Regions from separate parts of the Sus scrofa genome. Here region 1 is linked to region 2. The links are chromatin contacts, called in public Hi-C maps. All regions are on one chromosome and are shown on one strand. Each heading gives the region's core, a stretch centred on a gene start, on an enhancer-like site or on the middle of the called end of the contact. The rest is flanking DNA. Distances are from core to core; before and after follow the strand shown. Region 1 overlaps GATA4 (GATA binding protein 4). Region 2 holds the start of GATA4 (GATA binding protein 4).

Region 1 (7,386 bases), core at 4,039-6,538, 33 kb before region 2:
GTAAAAAAATTTACAGAAATCATGCATAATCCTGTAACTCAAAGATCACCATATTATTAACATTTTGTTCTGTTACATCCTTTGCAATACTTTATATATTGACATATTTTTGCCTACTTGAGGTCAAGCGGTATCATTTTGAGCCTGTTTTTTCACTTCATACCAAATCATTTTCCCATGTTAGAAATTCTTCATAAATTCATTTTAGTGCAGTATATTATCCCATCATACAAATGTGCCCTCCTTTAACTATTATCATTAACTTTTACTTAATTGTTACCCAATTTCTGACTTTCATTTTGTAAATACTTCTCATCTTGTACACTCTTCTTAGCATTCCTTAGGATGCTTCTCTAGATATAGAACCACTAAGCCAAAGGGACTATGTTTTCTGAAAGTTCTTAAAATTTTCAAACTTTTCTGCAAAAAAAAGGCTGTACCTCTTTTTTTCTCATTTCAACACATCTGTATGGTACACTGTCATAGTCTGACATTTTTTCTTGCTTACTGGAACAGGAAATAAAGGTGCATATTATAAGCAACAAAGCCCGTCCAAGGGAACACGGCCCTTTTTGCACACTCTCACTTAACAACTGACAAATTTCAGCCATCTTGCTGAGACAGGCTGGGCCTATTTTTCTCATTGCCCATGATCTATGTAAAGTCCAGTTTAGGACTTTCAGAAGTCTCTCTGACTTCATGTATAGTGCTTCCTATTTTGAAAATTTACTGTCATTTCTAAATTTTCTGTCCCTAAATACAGCCACACTGGCGTCCAAATGGTTCCTGCCCTACTATCAGAGGCAAGAGTGGATTTTCCTCTACTTGAGGGGGAGATTTGGTGGGGGAGGGTACAAGCTCTCCCTCCCTCAGGACCTAGCCCCCTTGCCCTGGGGTTTAAAGTCAAACATTCTGCTAGGTCTATGGCCCCACTGCCTGCTCTAAGGGAGCGTGGGCTGGAGAAGAGGATGGTGGGGGACCCTCCCCTCAACTCTGGGTACACAAACAGTCATTTGCACCTGCAAACAAGTAGCTGTGAGTCAACAGTGTGCAGGTGTGAGGGGCTGTTTGCTCAGGCTGGGGAGCTGAGCACACACCGGTCACAAGAGAGGCTATTTTTGCACCTGGGTCACATTGAGAACCCTCCAGCAAGGTCACCTGCCTTCAGAGCCGCACATGACATGCCAACTCCTGTTCTCAGCTTGCTTCCCCAAGCCTGGAGGCAACAACCTGGACGCCTCCACCAATAGCCATTCCCACCTCTGCCAACGCCTCCACCACACCCTCACCTGGGATATTGCTCCACTCCAGCTCCCTTGGCCCAGGGCTTCCGGTGGGGAATGAGGAGGTGAGAGGACTGGACAGGCCAGGGGAGGTCAAAAGAGGACCTCCAACCAAGGAGGGGCGCTGGCAATGTTGTTGTGTGCTTGCAATCAACACTAGATGGCACTACAGCCTCAAAACTGATACTGGCATTCCTGCCTAAATCATGACGGAGGGCTTTTTAGATCACCTCTCCAGTCCAAATGGGGCACAACCCAATTATTCTATTTCTTTTTAATCATGGAAAATTTTAAGGATATTCAAGAATGGCCAGAATAGGAAAATGAACTCTTATTTAATCATCACTCAATTTCCAACAATTTGTGACCAATCATATCTACCTTGCCCCACTTGCCCCCATCCTGGGTTTTTTTTTAAAGAAAATCTCAGATATTCCGTCGTTTCATTCGTACATATTTCAGTACGTGCCTCTCACAGATAAAGATTCACACTCTTTTCCTTTCAAAGATAAGCAAACCAGCTTCTTTTCAGTTCATCTAAAGAAGGCTGCACAAACAAAGTTCTCTCAACTCATTCCTCTTTTTTAGAGGGGAGGGTCCCTTTCCCCCCAACACTCATTGTTTTACATGGGGGGGACTGAACCTCATTCCAGGAGCCCTCCTAGCAGTCCTGGTCTCCCTACTGGATCCTGACCTCATGCTGCCTTGAGAATCTAACAAGGAAACTTGCCTTAAAAACTCCTTCTCATTTGCAACACAGGCCGGGTTACACACAGTCAACCAACTATTTTACAGACCGAGGGAAAGGCACTGGAGGTCAGCACGTATGTCTTTGTCACCAACAAATATTTACTTGAGCATCTGCTATATAAGCATTCCAGTAGATGTTACAGGAGCTAAGAGGAAACCTTACTCTTAGAATGCTGGTGATCTGTTAATCAAATTGGGTATTCAGGTGGCAGAGACCTCGTTTAGGGTAGTAAGTGCAGAAGTCCGACCTGCATCGAAGAATCAGGTGTTACAACAGCAACCAAAAGAAGGATGGAAGGTCAAGGCCGTGCTTCCTAAAAGCCCCCATCAGACATGCCACGTCTCCCCATAACTCACCACACCTCCAAATGGGCAGAGTTTCAATATTTTCTACCAGAGTCTTGTCATCCAACCCACTCAATGAAACATGACGCAATTGTAAATGATTATGAGAAAGACACCATTAACAAGAAAGAAAAAATGTTTACATCTCAAGTTAAATGAAAAATGCAGCACACAAAACACTGTGAGGACATCTGAGACCGCCAGAAAGGAACTTCTAATAGGCTAATCAATTGTGTGGACTTTTCTTTTTAAAAACACCACGCTGGAGTTCCTGTCGTGGCGCAGTGGTTAACGAATCCGACTAGGAACCATGAGGTTGCGGGTTCGGTCCCTGTCCTTGCTCAGTGGGTTAATGATCCGGCGTTGCCGTGAGCTGTGGTGTAGGTTGCAGACGTGGCTCGGATCCAGCGTTGCTGTGCCTTGGTGTAGGCCAGTAGCTACAGCTCCGATTTGACCCCTAGCCTGGGAACCTCCATATGCCGCGGGAGCGGCCCAAGAAATAGCAAAAAGACAAAAAAATAAATAAATAAATAAAAATAAAAAATAATAAAATAAAAACACCATGCTGTAATGTTATAACTGCTTAGTTTTAAAAATATGATAAAAAAATAAGAACAAAATAAAAACTTTTTTTGATCATCTCAAGTAACTCCCAGGACACTGCGGGGGAAGGAACTGGTTTACCTTCATACATCTGACACATACATATATTTCCCCCCTTGGACTGAAGAAAGGAGAGAATGTTCAGACCCTGTACCTTCAGCACTCTGTCTAGAGGAAGCAGGAGGCGACAGGCTGTGAGCCCCACGCCAGCACTAACATCTGGTGGTGTGAACCTTGGGAACAACCATCTCAATAGAAAGGCACTGGGTGGAACTTCCCGAAGACAAGTGGGCAGCAGCCTGAAGCCAGTTTCTCAGCCTGATGTCTAATGAGGAAGGGCAGAGAAATGGCCTTGATTTGTGAAAGCCCCACCCACCCAATGTGCGGCACCAAGCAGGAATTGGACCAACCACTTAGAAGGCAGTGGGAATCTCTTGGAAGTGGGTCAGTGTTACCCCACATTCAGAGGAAAGACTTGTAATAATAGTTGTAAAGTACTTTGCAAATAAGAGGAAAAACTCACAACAATGGCTGTAAAGTGCTTTGCAAACACCAAATGAGATAACAGTGATGGGTTATTGTTAGTGTTGGAGGGTTGGTAGAGAGTGGGAAAGACCTGGGAGAACCTTGGTGTGGGGATACTGGGGTGGGGGGGTGCTGATAAAAGAGCCAGGAGATTTGGGAGTCTGACCTTTTCTCAGAACTGTAAACTGTGTATCACTCTCAGACTTGGCCCAGGACTTGGGCAGGGAGTGAACTTGAGGCAGGTTAACTGTATAAACTTATGAAGCCTCGGAACTGCTGCACATGAGAAAGAGTAATTCACAATCATTTTAGCAACCAAAGGACAAAATGAACTGTGCCCTTGCCCCTATTTAAAATGTTTTTGTTTTTTTTTGTTGTTGTTGTTGTTTTTTTTTTTTTTAATTTTGGTTTTCTTGCTTTTTAGGGCCCACACTTGCAGCATATGGAAGTTCCCAGGCTAGGGGTCAAATTGGAGCTGTAGCTGCCGGCCTACATTACAGCCACAGCAATGTGGGATCCTTAACCCACTGAGCGAGGCCAGGGATCAAACCCACATCCTCATGGATACCAGTTGGGTTTGTAACCCACTGAGCCATGACGGAAACTCCTAAAATTTTTTTTTTTAACAAACAAACCCAGCCTGATTTCTTTTGCCTCCAATTTAAGTTTGGATATTCCTAGAAATTAAGGCAAACTACTCCCACTCAAGTGCCTGGAAGAAAAATGTGTGCCAGGAGGTTGACGGATCCCACCCTGACTTCCCCAGGGAGAAGTGACACAATCGCAGGCAGGGACCTGACCTCTCCCAACCAGCTCCATCCATCTTGGGGAACCCACCCACTGACTAGCAAGTCAGGGCCGGGAGGGGGAAGGCAGGGGAGGGAAAGAGGGGAGGTGGGAGAGAAGGGAGAGGTCTCAGCTGGGGATGGGGGGGGCAACACCCAGTGGGCACTTCCCGGTAGCTGCTTTGCCTCCCATAGGCTGGAGAGAGCAAAGGCTGATGGGTGCCACCACTCGTGTGCCAGCTCACTGGGTCAGTGCCACAGAGCTGCCTGTCATGCCCTCCATCCTCGGAGGGGCTTCCACTTGCTAGGGAAGCTAGGTCTTGGGCCAGAGCCCGGTTGGAGAAACCCTCCTTTCGTTCACCCTCATGCCGAGTCCATCTGGAATCTGTGTGGCTGGTGGGCATGCCAGAGCCCAAACATGTGCCATGCGTCTGCTCTACCTGCCTTTGTAGTAAGAGCTGGACTTAGAGATATATTAGATAAAACTGGGGTAAAAAGCCTTGCTCAGAGTTGTAGTCCAGCTGGGGATATACAACTTAAAGCAAGTAATTATGTTCAATGTGACAACTGCAATGGTGCCTGGGCTGTAGCGCTGGCCCCCACTTCCACCAGCACCTCCCAAGCTGTCCTCTCTGGGGAGAGAAGGCGCAGAAACACAGTGGAGATCACCCATGCCTCAGGCAGCGATTCAACGCTGCAAGGCTGCAAATCGAGACCATAGGCAAAGAGGGGAGGGGCCTCCCAGAGACCTCCCGAAGCCAAAGGGGTTTCAGAACAAAGTCCCAGGCAACACCCCGAAGTCCCTTGCTGAACCCCAGTCCTGAGTCCCATCCAAAGTTCAGCAGGTTGTGCCTGGACTTCCTGACAGGCTCTGTCCCCCAGGCTGGCGCCTGGGTCTAGGGCACAAGAAGCAAACAAACCCGAAGTTTGGGGGCAGCTCTGGAGCCTTTAGTCTTCTGGGCTTTGTCAGGCCCGCCTGACAGGCAGTCACTGCGGGGAGGGCTTAGCGCTGGCGGCTGGCAGGACCAGAGCACCTATTTTGGAAGCTCCTGCTGAACAGGCACAGTTCCCACCAGGCCAGCGGAGCTGCTCTGTGAGCCCAGAAGAGAACGCACGGCCCAAGCAGAGTCTCCGCCACATCCCACCCACTGCCAAGAGAGCCTAGGCAGCTTAGAAATTTACAAACAAGGAAACTGAGAAGAACCAACATGAAACAGCACACTGCATTTCTTAATAGCCACTGGGTAATATGACAGACCTTTAAACTTTTCTCCGGGTGAATATTGTAATTACACTGGAAATAGATTTTCCACCCCACCCCAACACACACACAGAGAAAACATCAGCATTCACCTAGAAGCCTGGCTTTTTAGGCTTCAGGTAAGAGGTAAATCCACAGCCAGGTTAAAAAAACAAAAGACAAAGAAGATACTCTGAAAGAAAGGAACAAAAGCACCAAAACCAAGAAACAAAGGAGGGAAAGAAAAAGAGAGAAAAGAGAGAAAGGAAGGAAAGAAGGAAGGAAGGAAGGAAGGAAGGAAAGAAGGAAGGAAGGAAGCTGAAGAACCACCTCTTGCCTTAACAGACTGGAGGAAAATATTTACAGCATGTTGCCAGGAGTTAATTCCCCCTAATGTGCCAGGAGAAATTACACATCCCACAGAGAAAGATGAGGTGAAGACTCGGCTGGGCCCTGTCACCGAAGGAGCTGTGGGGAGAGTCAAGTGTCTGTCTTCCATCCTGTCGCTTCTCCCATGAAGATCTACAAGCGCCCAAGTATCTAGTACATTCCTATCCAGGCTGTGTTCACAGCAGGGACAGAGTAGGAGGGTGCCTCCCAAAAAGGAATGTTACTGGAGTTCAGAGAAGTCAGGTCTTGCCTAGGAAATAGCAGAGCTGGGATTTCAACCCAGACTGACTAGCTAGCTTCTTAGCCCCAGGCCCAGCAACACACAGCTTCTGCCAGCAGACCTTCCTGTCAGGGACCCCAATCCTTTCCCTAGCAGCAGACAATGTCAATAGGAACAGTTCGAAAACTAGTACATGAAAGACAGCCTAGGGTCACGACAGAAGTTACCACGAGGACCATAAGAAGCCCAGGGTCAGCACATACTCTGTTGACCCAGCTCATCTGATCACAGAAGCAGCTCAAGGCACATCTGTTTCAATGCTCTTCATCCAGCACACCGGCTAGGGAGCTGCCTCCCAGCCTTCCTCTCCATGGCCTTCAAGAATCCCCACACATAGGGATACAATTACAGCGTGAAGATTTCCCCACGATGCAGAGGGTCACTCATGAGTCCAGGAGAAATTTCTTGGTGCTTTTTTTTTTTTTTTTTTTTGACCCTTGGTCTTGATGGCATCCCGAGCCTTCTGCATTGTGCAAAGTTAGGTCCATGAAGGATACTGACTCCTGTATGGCTATTAAGTTCTTAGGAATTCCTGCTGTGGTGCAGCAGAAAGGAACCCACCTACTATCCATGAGGACTTGGGTTCTATCCCCGGCCTTGCTCAGTTGGGTTGGGGATCCGGCGTTGCCACAAGCTGTAGTGGAGATCACAGATAGAGCTCAGATCTGGCGTGGCTGTGGCTGTGGCGTAGGCCGGCAGCTACAGCTTTGATTTGATCCCTAGCCTGGGAACTTCCATATGCTGCAGGTGTGGCCTTAAAAAGCAAAAAAATGTAAAGAATTAAAAAAAAAAAAAAGTTCTACAGCGTTAGGTTCTGAGAACATGACTTGATTGACTAGATTGGAAGTTAAACACCGCAGACTCCTGGATGGAGAGGGTCACCGTGGCCCCTTCCCACCTGTGATCCATGGGCGGGGAGACCGTCTTCAAAGGGGCAAATGAAAAAAGCAAAGGAGGGAACACTCAAAGATAGTGTTATCATTTGATTTCTATTTTAAAACTCTCCCTAAGAGATATGTTGCCCTTCTAACAAGAAATGTTTCTACAAACACCGTTTTGCCCAGCAGTCTCCTCGTCCTCTGCCCACCACCCACCCCACCCCCAGCCGCCGCCTCCTGTCCATTACCCCCCAGTGAATGAGCTGTCTGGAGTCCTCCCCAGGGACTGGGGGAAAAGCCTGCGGAC
Region 2 (7,546 bases), core at 2,439-4,938:
TTTTTCTTTTTTTCAAATTGCAGGGTACTTTTCCTGGCAAGCTTCTATTCACCCTTCAATGCCAAGTGCAGATGACACCACTTAGGTGAAGACTTCCAGATCTAGACAGAGGGAGGCACTACCTCTGTCCTCACTCCTCTGCTCTCGGCTCACAACCATAACACACTGCTGGGTCACTCACTCACCTTCGGGGTGACCAAACATCCCCATTTGTTGAGAACTATCCTAGGTTTAGCATCAACCATTAAAAAAAAAAAAAAAAATCCTCAGTTTTGAGAAAATCAGAAAAATTGGTCCCTCTATGTGACAGTGAGTGGCTGTTAAACAAAATATCCATCATCTATGAGGTGCCAAAGCCAAGTACTTCACAAATGTTACCTTATTTTTCTAATTAAGACAACACTAAAAGTAGTTATGACTATCCCATTTTACAGAAAAAGAGAAGAGGCTGAGAGAGGTAAGCAAAGACCATAGTTTGCCTTTGTCATGCCCCACACTGTATTGTTGTCTTAGGACCAGGTGGCACCTCCACACAGCAAGCTCTCAATAATACCATGGAATCAGTAATCACTTATCATCATCCTTCTAATGATGGATACACTCATCATCAGTGAATATGCCAGTGGTGGTTCTTGATAAAGCTACCAGGCATTTATAGGAAAGTCCATGTGATAGGCGGAACATAGAAAAAGCACATTTGCATGCACTGCTTTTAACTTGCTTTTCTGAAAGTGCCACCTTCAGAACAAACTGGAGATGTGAATGCCAACAAATTCAACATGCCTGTTCCCTCACATAGAAAATGCGGAGCCTTTCATAGCCTACACATTAAAAAATGACCAGACCCAAAGGATGTCTTCAGGTGGGACTTTCTGAACTAGCAGGACAGAGCCCAGGACATCAGGAAGACAAATCACACTTCTCAGCAAGGAGGCTCTCCTTAAAGGTCATCCTGCCGTTTGTTGACACTGAAATGTGGGAAACATTACTTACTCCCAACAACCCCCGTCTCAATGGTTACATTTTAGAATCTAAGTGTTCACTGTGTGCACTCCTTACATAGGATCTTTTTTTTTTTTAATGGCCACGGATGTGGCATATGGAAGTTCCCAGGCTAGGGGTTAAATCCAAGCAGCAGCTTTGGGCCTACACCACAGCCACAGCCAACACTAGATCCAATGGTGTTTACAACCTACACCACAGCTCAGGACAATGCTGGATCCTTAACCCACTAAGAGAGGCCAGGGATCAAGCCTGTATCCTCATGGATACTAGTTGGGTCCCTTACCACTGAGCTACAAGGGGAACTCCCTTACACAGTATATTTTTCTTTTTACATTGTTGTGACTGTAACTCTCATGATCACAAAGTATCCCCTATCTTCGGATTTCAAGCTTCTCTTTTTTTCCCTAAGCAAACACCAAATTCTTAGTCCAGGATTATAGAGATTAGAAAGCAACCCCCCCCCCCCATCCCACTCCTAAGGTAAAAGAAGTCAAACTACGTGGACCATTCCTCCCTATTTTAAAACAGAAGTTCTAGAGAGAGTTCTGGAGAGAGCTCAGGAGAGTTCTAAGAATGCTGGGCCTGAACGCCTCACCCCCAACACGCCCACCTCCAGCTGCCATTGTATGGAGATGTGGCCGAGCTATCTCTCCAGGTCCTCCCCAGAGGCTCCAGGCAGGAAGGCAGAGCGCCCCCCCTCCCCCGCCCCCGGGGGTGCCGTCTGGCTCCCCCATGAGGGGGAGGGGGAAACTGACAGCCACGGCCCCTTCCCCGGCGCCACATCCACGGTTAATCAGTTTACCTGGGATGTGTATTTGGCTGGACACCCCTGGGGACCTTCCCTGGCCACCCAGGGTCAAAGGATAACTTAAAAGCTCTTCAAAGCCTGGACCCTTTTCCGAGCCAGCCCAAGACTGGAGACCTGGGAGGGACAAGCTTGATGCTTCAAAGTGAGAACAAATGCGGAAGGATTTAGCACTTAGTAGGCAGTCAATAAATGTTAACTTTGTTTCTCAAGTCTGGGCTTTCTCTCCGCGACAAAAGCTGCCATGTCCATCCAAACCCGATCCCATCCCTTGTTGAAATTCCACAGGACTAGAGGTCCCATGCATTTTGAACTCGAGTTGCCACTTCCCTTTTTTCTCCCAGCCAGAAGCGCCGCCGAAGTCTTTCTTGGTACTTCATTCAGTTCATCTGTAAATCCGGGCAAGGGGCACAGGCTTGCGGTCCTTCCCAGGTCTGACATTCAAAGGAGATAGAAAATTGTGCCCAGCACGATTATTTCTAACCCCAGCCCTCGGGGACAAGAGGAGACTCAACTGTGAATCTGCGGCAAAGTCTCCACTTAAGTCCGACATTATAAAGAAGCGGCTCTGGGCTTCCGGTGTTCTGACACCGACCAAGGGTACGCTTCCGACGAAGCCCTGGGCACCTCCATCCACCGACCAACACAATGTCACAACACGCTCGGGCCCCCAGGCACCCGCCTCACACCTCGTGCTGGCCCCGGTTCAACCCATCTCCATTGCTCCTCTGGTCCCTCGTTTGTTCCCGGTGTGAAATCCACGACCGGAAAATCTGCCACCGCAAAGTATCCTCCAGCTTGGATGCCAAATGGCCCAGAAGATCGTGGGCCTAAGCCTTGTAATCAGTCCCGGGCTGGGGCTCTGAGCCGGGCCAGGAGGAAGCGGGCGCAGCAACCCGGTGGTCGCAGCGCAGTGCACCGAGGGCTCGAGGGGCGCACGGCGGCCCAGTCACCCGAGGCCTGGGGCTGCGCGGAGGACGCACTCAGACCCGTATCCCTGCAGCTTTCTCTCCCTTCCAGAAAAGGATCTAGAGGACACGCCCACCCTCACCTAAAATAACTGGGCTCCGGGGGCTGTGCCCTTCACCGCCACCATCGCCCTGGCCTCCAAGTTGTCCTCCCGTTTGCTTTCCTCAGAAACTCGCGCAACCCTCTCCTCACCCCCCCCCCCACATACTTGTTTAAAATTAAAAGTCCCTAACAGGAATCATGACGGCCCCCGTTCCCTACCAACTGCCCGGGTACTCGCGCTCAGCACTCACCGAGATTAGGGTGTCGGGCGGCGGGGTTGGCCCGGCCGGGCAGGCTGTGCAGGACCGGGCTGTCGAAGGGACCGGCGGAGGCGGCGGCGGCCGCGGCCCAAGACGCTCCCACGTCGGCCATGTAGGCGGGGTAGGGGCTGGAGTAGGAGCCCGCGAAGCCGGCTCGCCCATACTGCTCGCGGCCCGCCAGGCCCGCGCCCGCCGCCCCGCCGCCACTGCTGTAGGCCGCGGCTTCCCGGGCCGCGGCGGCGGCGGCGGCGGCGGCCAAGGACCCGGTGGTGCCCGGGAAGGAGAAGCGCGGCGACACGGGCGGCGGGGTGTAAGCGGCTCCCTCGGCTCCCGCCTGGCTCCAGCCCGGGCTGCCCTGCTGGGTCCCGGGCCCAGCGCCCGACGGCGCGGCACTGGAGCTGCCGCCCGAGGCGGCCCCGGCCGCGGCGCCCCCGCCTCCGCCCTGGAGGTAGGACAGGCCGAGCACAGAGGAGGGCACGCGCGGCGTGGGCACGTAGACGGGCGAGGACGCGGCGCCTGCGCTGTGCATGAAGGGGCCCGGGCCGCCCGCCTCATAGGGCCCCGGAGGCGGGCCGTGGTTGGCGGCCATGGCCAGGCTCTGGTACATCGCCCCGCGCGCTCGCAGCGTCCGAGTCCTCGGGCCAAGAAGCAAGGCGGGGAAAGAAAATAATAACAAAAAAATATAAATACGAATAATAATGTACAGGCGAGGGGCTGTCACAAAAACGAAGATCAAAAATCAAAGGTAAAAAACCACAAATCCTTCAAAAAATATGTACGTATTAAATAAATCCAGCAAAAGCGTCTAAGCTCGGGTTTACTCAGAAAAATCCCAAATTGAATTTGTGGTCGTTCCCAGGGGTGGTGAAGGAAGAGCCGAATCCACTGCAGGGCCTGGAGGTCCCGGAGACGGAGGGAAGCGCCTGGGCGTGGGTGTGGGGCTCCCGCCGGTCTCACGCGGGCCGGGCTGGTCCCTGCGAGGCGCCGCCGTTTTCAGGGCACCCAGGCCTGGGGCGCAGGGTGCGGTAAGCTGGCTCCAAGGCCGAGGGGCCCGGCTGGCTCCTTTCCTCCGCGATGCAGCCGCGGTCCTAAGGGAGAACGACATAGAGGGAAAAATGTTCATCTGGATTTTTCGGAGCTCATTTCCCCTAAGCCTGATAGCTTCTTCCGCCCTGCAAACAAAACCGCCAGTCTTGGGGGCCCAGCTTCGGAGGCCACACGGTTCCGTGGGAAGCTGTTCTGCAGAGGCCATGGAGTCTGGTTACCTGAGGGACGCCATGGGGAGCGGCGCCTTAGAAACGGGACTTCTTGGTTATTGGACGTCTAACTATTTGTTGTGATCTCAGGTTTGTTTTTGTTGTTGTTTTTTGTATTGCTTCTTAGGAAGAACTTTAATTTTACCTTATTGCTAGCGTATTCTTGTTATAATATTTTAAAAGTCCAAGTGTTTCGGGTTTTCCTGCCGTGCCTAGTTCCCAGGAAATCTCGCTCATCTCTGTTATCCTACCCTTCCGCAACTGATCCTGGCCATGAAAGAACTTTATTGCCTATGGAAGACAATGACAAACTTTATAAAAACCAGAAACGTATGAAATTGTTCTTCGCAATTTTTTTTTTAACTAGAGGCAGAGTCTAAACATTTATAAATGAGCACAGCGTCTGCTAAATCTCGGTGAAAAGGTTTGTGGAATCTCTTGTCCATACACTATGTAGACATCAAATCAGACAAGACACACGTTTCTTGCAAACAGTTTTATTTTGGAGATTTTGCAGACTAGATATTAAGATGAGAAAAGTGAGGGTCACTTTGCAAAAAACTACAGTATTCACTGGACCATACCACTTCACTGAATAGAATTTTCATATGGAATCACTGCTCCACCTGTGTAGGGGATCAGAACACCAAAGAAACTGCTTCAGGGAAAGAACAGTTTGAAGGACTTGCTTATATCCTTGCATCCTGTGTTTTGATTTCACCAGGCAATTTTTCTGATAAAACTAAGAGCTCCATATTCTGAAGCGCCTGCTTGGTTTCAGTTCATTTTTCTCCACAACTCCACCAAGCAAAAGTGTCTCTCCTAATTTTACCAAAGAGGGAACTGAAGCATCAGAAAGTTTTGAAACTCCTCTAACATCAAAATACAATTAAAGGGAGTGGGGGACAGGATCTATGGGACTTCAGGGGTTTAAGGCTGTCCAGCCTATGCCCATTTTTCTCCTTAAGAAAAGGCAGCTACTCTTAACAATGGTTTCTGTTTTATTGCAATAGTAGATTTACAAAGATATTAACTATGTACTAATACCTACTCTGCCACTTAATGACTGACTTTAGATTTACTTAACTTTTCTGTGCCTCAGTTTCCTGTTTGCAAAAATTCAAATAGTAAAGGTAACTATATTGTAGGATCATTATGAGTGAGGATTATAAAATAATACATGTAAAGCTCTTATAACACAGTCTTATAAAACTTTTATAACAGGCACAAGGAAAGAGAATTTCTAATACACACTATATAATGCTTTTCACTATTTTTGCAACATTACTAATGATAATAAAACTAATATATAGTAGTATGTTAAATATTAAATAGTTTATTATCTGCTTTCAAAACTATACAATAAATTATTGGTTTGGTGGCCATTTCCTTCCAGTGAGAAGTTTGGTTTAAGGGTGGATATAAAAAAATTTGATCTGAGATTATCAACTTTCACCTTTGAAAATGAAGGCAAAAAATTAATACCTATAAGAACCTCTGGGCTTCAATAAGTAAATGCATACGTTTACCTTAATAAAAAATTTTAGTATTTAATTTTACAATCAAATAGTTGACCTATTTCATTGTATTTTCTGGAATACTGCAGTTCTAAAACAAATGTCTTAAATTTCTTTTCTCACATAGCTGCAGGAAAGGAAGATTTATAATGTTGTAATCCAACTTCCAATACACATACAGATGCTAACTTAACAAGCTTTAAAATGTAAACGCTAAAAATGCCATAAATCTAACATTTGTCTTTATTACATTCTCTGCTTTTTTAAATGGCTGATAACATTACCTCCTAGTTGGATTACTGAATAATAGAAGGTGGAGAAAATACCACTGTATACCTTTCGGTTAAGACAAGAAATTACTCCCTTGAAAGGCTCCTGCTGCTGTAACCGAGCCTTGTGCAGGCCACCCTGGAGGAAGCTGAGCTCCTGAGAATCGTATAAGAGATCTGGCCTCGCTGGGGGAGATCCAGGCTTGTGCTTCAGTTTTCTCTCATCCTCACTCATCCCAGTTCACCCTTCCTTCATAGGCCAGACAGAAATGCTTTCTTCCTTACAGATTTAGCTCAGATCAGATTTCTGATCTATTTCTGAGAGCCGGGAGGATCGAGAGCGCCCTGAAGTTCCCGTCCTGGTTCAGGGCACTCCTGCTCTTTCAGCTCAGCTGGCGCCTTCGCCCTCGCCTGCAGCGCAGAAAACTGTCACATATAAGGCACACACTAGCCGGCAATAATGAAGGTGGCCGGGGACGCGGAGATCCAGAAGTGAGGGGCATCACCCCGACACCCCTTCCTTTTTTCTTTAAAACCTTTCTTCTTTAAAAGTCTGAAACTTGCTCCAGGCTGCAGTTCCTTTTCTGAGAAACACAGGAAATACTTCCCCGAGGCGCTCGTCAACCTTCCCCAGCAGCGCCGGCCCGACTCCCGCCAGCCCTGAGTCCCTCACCACCCTCTTTTCCCCAACCGCAAGGGCCCTTGTTTTCTCAACCTGGTGGCAGTTCACCACCTGGGAATCTCCTCTCCCCTGGTGACCCCACCCCCAAAGCCAAAGACAATTTCGTGGACCCGGGGTGGCTATCCGTGGCCAGCGGAGGGACACCACTGCTCTCTGATCGAGTTACAACCTTCAGCTAATTTCACCCAAAAGCAGCGTGGGTGAGGTTGCTGGCGTCGTGAGGCACCCCAGACAGGGTCTAGGAGGCATAAAAAGTGCGGGCGCTCAGCAGCCATTCCCGACTTCGGAGCGCCTCCCCGGGGCTCAGGCCCAGGTGTGCCGCCTCCCACCGCCACTCTGTCGCCCAAGGGCAACAGTCTTGGGTCTGAGTTCCTCCGTGTTGGTGCCGCCGTGAGGCCTGAGCCAGTCAGTTGGTCAGGGTGATTCCTCATGGCCATCATCACCACCCAGGCCCAGGCCTGCGAGGTGCAAACAAGAGCTGGGGAATGTGCACGCGGGGCCGGGGATTTAAAACGTTCAAGTTCACACAAAAAGAATCCAGAAGCACTTCGAATATTCCTCTCCGGTCTCCCCGCAAATCTTACTCTGCTTTAAAGAAGCTGCTAAACCAAATTAGAGCAGTAGAGCAGGCTCCGAGCAAGGTTAAGGAGGGGGAGTGACCATCTCCGTCCCACCCGCTTGTTGCCTCTTTACTCCCAGGGAAACTGGCGCGGGGGAGACCAGAGTTCCGCGGTCGGAGGG

The links. A called contact is a pair of places that touch in the nucleus more often than the background predicts.
Region 1: a contact with region 2 is called in a Hi-C map of heart right ventricle, with 5 times the contacts expected there. The contact joins the enhancer-like site here to the promoter of GATA4 in region 2. A contact is called at or near these places in 4 of 47 Hi-C or Micro-C datasets (embryonic fibroblasts, epiblast stem cells, fetal heart ventricle and 1 more).

What each region holds. Positions count from the first base shown.
Region 1 is chr14:14,919,818-14,927,203 of Sscrofa11.1, reverse strand. All of the region lies in intron 1 of GATA4 (GATA binding protein 4), which reads right to left. Among named protein-coding and RNA genes, the nearest start is that of NEIL2, 22 kb to the left of the region's middle. Within about 2 kb of position 5,288, at least 8 of the 83 cell types and tissues checked have an H3K27ac peak or open chromatin away from gene starts, as enhancers often do.
Region 2 is chr14:14,884,795-14,892,340 of Sscrofa11.1, reverse strand. It overlaps GATA4 (GATA binding protein 4), which reads right to left and starts at 3,688. Exons shown (of 6, transcript NM_214293.1): 1 at 3,073-3,688. The coding sequence starts at 3,688.